Regions from separate parts of the Anser cygnoides genome. Here region 1 is linked to region 2. The links are chromatin contacts, called in public Hi-C maps. All regions are on one chromosome and are shown on one strand. Each heading gives the region's core, a stretch centred on a gene start, on an enhancer-like site or on the middle of the called end of the contact. The rest is flanking DNA. Distances are from core to core; before and after follow the strand shown.

Region 1 (2,700 bases), core at 19-2,518, 210 kb after region 2:
GGCACCAGAAAACTGCTACTGTTAGCCAACAACTTCCCTTACACCAAGTCCCACATGGCTCCTTCCAGCTGCAGCCAAGGACCAGACTGTTCTCTTGGTCTTGGGAACAGCTTCCTCTCCAAAATGCCATTTGGGTTTTAAAACTAACTGGTTCTCCTGGATATTGTCACATTTTCATTTGTTTTTTATTGCATACCAAACTCCCGTGGGGACTATTCCCAAGCCTGATTAAGCCCTGACTGAGTTCAGGCTGAGCATCCTCACCACCACCCCCTGTGCCCTCACCATCACTTCAGGCACTCTGGCCTTGTAATATGATGCAGGGTCCCTTTTTCAGTGCCAATAACATGACAGTGACCTGGCCAAATTGTTTCTCATTTTTACTTGTACTGCAGCACTTCTAGCCTCACGCCACTTAGCATCACTGTGATGTGCCTGACTGCCGCCTTGTCCCCCCTTATCTTGCATATGCTGAGGATCTTGAGACTGTGCTGGTAGCATCTATGGAAGAAAAAGTACAAAAATAAACTCTCTATCTTGTTGCAAGAGAGAATTTGAAATCAATATTATTCTTTGCATGCAGGGCACTGTGAAAGAAGGACATGGTGTGTCTGCACATGGCCAGTAGGGAAGGAAGCCACAGGGCAAGGTGTGGGGGAGCCAGCTCTGCCTGGGCTTTCTGGAGATGGTTCTCAGCTGCAGGGATTTTTTCATTTGTTTGTTTATCAGGATTAGCAAATAGCCCTTAAGTCTTAATTTGAACCTTGCCACAACGGAGAACTGCACTTTGTAGGGGAGTTCATGCCTGTGTTAGAACGCTAATTTAATTCACCCAAGAGGACAGCAGCTGTCCTTCTCACAAAGACCTGGGCCTTCACAGCAGGAACCAGCCAAGAATTTGCCTTTCCTCCTGTCTTTTCCAGCCCGTTCAGATACTGCACTTCTATGGGCACAGCCCCAGGTGTGGATGTGCTGCACACACCGTTCCAGTCACCTTGGCTGTCACCCGTCCCCCCTGTGGGTGCTGGCACGTGGTGGCCCAGACCTCACCAAGGAGCACACCCTCCTGCCCCTTACTAGCTTTTTACAGGATGTCTCAAATTAAATTTAGTGTTTTATTTCATTTTATTTTATTTTATTTTATTTTATTTTATTTTATTTTATTTTATTTTATTTTATTTTATTTTATTTTATTTTATTATTCTCAGATAATTTCTAGGCTTCAGCACAACCTGTCTCAATACTTGAAAGCCACAGGCCTAAAACATTTACTGTGACCCACTGGTGAGAGCCCTTACCCAGGAGCAGAAATCCTGGGGTCCTCAGGCCACAGTGTCACTTCATTGCTGTGTATTTAGTAGTTAATGCTTAACTAGCTCAAACAGTGCTGGGCAACCTCCACCCCCTGCAGATCTGCCCCGCCTGGAGCATTGTGCTATGCCTAGAAGTGTCTTGCACTTGAAAATTTGTCTCCATTTTGGGTAAAACTATCAACTAGCTCCAAAATTTGAGAAATGTTCTGTACATGAAAGCCTTCAGCTGTGCCCCATCCAGAGCAGGGCTCAGCACTCAGCCTCCCACGTACAGAGGCAAAATCTCCACAAAGCAGACTGAAGTGCCTCCCCACTTTGGTGAGCTCTGCACAGCGTCAGTCATGGTTTGCGGTGGGGATTAACGGCATGGGGCAACCGGGGCAGCAGCACTGCCCATTGCTTCCCATCTCTCCCACCCCACTGACACCTGCTGTGCCCTGGGGACACTGTCCTGCACTGGCTGCAAACAAGTGCCCCGTGCCCAGGCTGCTGGCAGGTCCCACCTGGCCTCCCAGAGCCCACGCTGCTGCAGCCAAAGAGCCCTTCAGCTTTGGATGGCCACCACCTGCCTTGCTCCAGCCTTGGCTGGCAAGCCTGTGCTCCAGGAGGTCCCCAAGCACACACTCAAACCTGATTAGTTTTGAAGATACGCTTGAATTAAACATGCCATTGTAAAGCTCACCCAGAAGAGGATCCCATCTAAACCCATAGCCAAGAGCAGTGGCAGCATGTGGTCCTCAACCTCATTGCTGCCTTCTGGGAAGCAGCATCAGAGGGGCAGATAATGGGAGACAAAAGCCAGCTCTGGCACAGCCCTCACCACCAAAGCAAGCCTACGGGAGTGCAGAGAGCTCCAAGCACATCCACACCAGCCCTTCCAACCAGTTACATGCTGCCTTCATGGGCGCAAAACCGGACCTCCAGTGGCAAGAGCTCGGTGAAGAACTGGGTCTCTGACCGCTGGCTGTGGGCACATAATCATGCAATCCTGTGAAAATACAGCTGTGCTGAGGGAGAGGAGGGATGAAGGGGGGGAAATAACTAATTCACCCGGGAAACAACTACTTGGTTTAAAGTATTTCTGTGACATTACCAGCAACAAAAAGGAGCAGCCTCGCGCTGTGTTCACCCTGCTCCGCAGCAGCAGCTCAGGCCCAAAGCCCACTGTCCTCTCGTGGCCCTGGGACCAGCCTGGTCTCCTCTTCCCACGGGCACCATGGCAAACATTTTTGCCTTCTTTAACATATAGCGTTTTTTTTCGGGTTGCAACAGTTTTGCAACTCCATAACCAAACTGGTCTTTGCCATTTTCTTTGCACATTACAAATGGAGCTCTGCAAGGCAGTGGTTTATTTCCTATTGATCTGCAGCCTCCTTTTCTTGCCGCA
Region 2 (2,700 bases), core at 83-2,582:
AAAGAACACCTATAAGAAGCTGTTGAGAGACAGAAATCTATGGGGAGACTCATCAGTGCTGTGGCAGATGTAACTTAGGTTTAGGTGAGGTGAACTTACCCATACTGATAAGTCAGACTCACGTGTCTGTCTGAGGCCAGTGACTTGGAAGATATCGTTAGAAGATGCTCAGTAAAAATGTTTGTCTGATGCAGAGCCACAGGTACAAAGACAGTAGAGGGACTTTTACTAAACAATAACACTGAAAATTTCCTCCTAGCTGATGATATTTGAAAAACAGTACCAGCATGCAGAGCGAAAATCAGCTTTAGTAGCCTCATTGCAAAGAACCAGTCCCCTGAGCAGCAATAATACCAAATCCGAGTTTTCTAGGAATTTATTTCTTTGCATAGGTTCCCAGATAAATAAGAACTATTCTGCACTGCATCCTTTCCCTTGGGAAATACGCAGGAGAGATCTTGCTCTGTCCAGCTGTCCATTTTCACGAAAGCTATTAAGGAGCCAATGCCTTTGAGACCTCTAGCCTTCAGTTACACGTTGCTAAAAGGTAGACAAGGGATTCAAACACTGTTGAAGGGACAACACAGGTAGACAGACCACTGCCCAAATGGCCTTGTGACAGGCTCCCTTTCTGAAAAATGAGAAGCTGGAAAAGGAGGAATAAAATGCCCCAGAAGCAGAGGTGGGAAGGCTACAGTGGGACTGCACAGAGCAGTAGTGGCCCTGAAGACAGATTAAGCATAAGAGGAGTAGGTGATTTCAGGTGAGGAGGGAATTCAGTGGGAAAACTCCATTTGTTTCTTAACCTCAGCTGGTGTAACATCATGCAGGTGTATTTCCAAGCAGGAAATGGAGTATTTCCTGCAGGACAGACAAGTAATTAGCAAAAAGGAAAGAATAAAGTTCTTCTGATGTGCTCTTCTGTTTCTAATCTGGGAGCAAAAAATTAATGTCTGAAGAATGGCAAATGCTTTGCCTTTCTATATAGTGACACTGGAGGAGCTTCCACATTCCCCCTCATATTCCAGCCTGTCTGCATGGAAAAGATTTGGGATGAATGTGCACATGGAGATGAACAAAAGGAAAGCAAGTTATGTCCAACAACCTGCTGTTGCTGAACTAATAATGGTGGCACTAAACATAAGTGCTACCACTTGCAAAACCCTTTTTCGCTGGAGACTGCATATCCCCAGAGTGCTCTCACAGCTCCCAGAGCTCTCCCCTTGCAGCTATAGGTCTCCTCTAGCTCTCAGGGTGAGGTGAATGGAGCAGGAAGCTGCTGTTTCCAGAGCACTTCCCTGCACTGCAGCCCGGCCAGGAACTGCCCAGGTGACAATGGATAAGCAGTTTAGTGCCTGACTAAAGCAAAACATCACTAATTAAAAAAAAAAAAAATGAAGAAAAACATAACATGAAAACGTTAAAAAGCTGGTGTTAATAACTTGTGCGAGTAATACTATTTCGCACCGCTGATAATCTTTTCAGATTGCCTCTAAAAAGCCTCTCTTCTCTCCTGTTCTGTTTATGTCTTCCCTAGACAGCTTTGGTCAAGTGCACTTCCACTATTCCACTCCTTTTTTCAAAGGGCTTAACTTGCAAATTAACTCTTACAAGTTCATAACATGAGGAGAAACATTTGCAATTTCTTTGTGGAAGGATCTCTAAACCCGATGATTTTGCCCATCGATCTCCAGCCTGGGAGCTGTTGCATTGCTTCTTTGTTGTTTCTCTCTCCAACCCCAACAGAAGCTTAATCATTAACCTCCTGCCCTGGTCTTGTTACCACCTAAACCCATTGCATTGCCATATTCATTATGTTATTGCAGATCAGTTCTGTTTCCATTGCACTGTGGCCCCACTGCATTACTCACCATGACAAGCCACCACTGTAATAGCAGAGGCATTAATGTATATGGCAGAAGATTCAGAAATATAAACTGCGATTTATTTGTTGCTCTCTGTACTGCAAAACACAGAGGAGATGTCTCTGACCAGCAGAAGTGGTGCTGGCACCACAGCTCTTCCTGCTAAACTCAGGGGACATGTTAGCTGCTCAGGGCTCACCCTGCCGGTCTGCAAATACTGCTTTTGAGCAGGGTGATAATTTAAACTGACTGGATCACTAGCTTCTGGTAAAGCAAAATCCTGCTTTTATATCTTACTGTTGACAGTAATTACACTGAGACTCTTAAAGTGATTGCAGTATTCACTCCCTGAGTATGCACCCAATGTGTAACATCAGCTGACCTTACTCATAATATTGCCTTTATTCGTATGCAGGTAACCAACACGCAAGCACTCTACCTGTGCAATTAGTCTAGGCACATGTAGCAGCAAAGGCTTCTGCAAACCCTCCACTAACAGAAAAAGACACCAAATGCTGGATTTCTTGACTGAGAATGAATTAGTTTGGATCATCTCCCAGGACATGTAGATGCTGACTTCTCCCCCAAGATAGGTTTGTCACCTTTATTTCAGTACATGCCAATGCTCCTAGAACACAAATGCTGGATATTGTGTTTCAGCACGAAGCTCCCACCAAGATGCAATAATGCTGCGTCTAATCCTTCAGACACTGGCTGAGCATGAGGAATAGGCATTTTGACTCTCAATGGAAAACTTTGGGGACATAATCTACAGAGTAGCTGGAGTTTTATTATTCTTTCTTTTTCCTCCTTTTTATTTTTTATTTTTTTTTAC

Evidence for each region. A called contact is a pair of places that touch in the nucleus more often than the background predicts.
Region 1: a contact with region 2 is called in a Hi-C map of liver, with 1.8 times the contacts expected there. The contact joins two enhancer-like sites. A contact is called at or near these places in 2 of 7 Hi-C or Micro-C datasets (both in liver).

The regions. Positions count from the first base shown.
Region 1 is chrZ:68,707,868-68,710,567 of Taihu_goose_T2T_genome, forward strand. No RefSeq gene overlaps it. Among named protein-coding and RNA genes, the nearest start is that of PLCXD3, 53 kb to the left of the region's middle. Within about 2 kb of position 1,269, at least 1 of the 3 cell types and tissues checked has open chromatin away from gene starts, as enhancers often do. A contact at or near this core is called in liver, where this site is marked.
Region 2 is chrZ:68,499,994-68,502,693 of Taihu_goose_T2T_genome, forward strand. No RefSeq gene overlaps it. Among named protein-coding and RNA genes, the nearest start is that of C7, 28 kb to the left of the region's middle. Within about 2 kb of position 1,333, at least 2 of the 3 cell types and tissues checked have open chromatin away from gene starts, as enhancers often do. A contact at or near this core is called in liver, where this site is marked.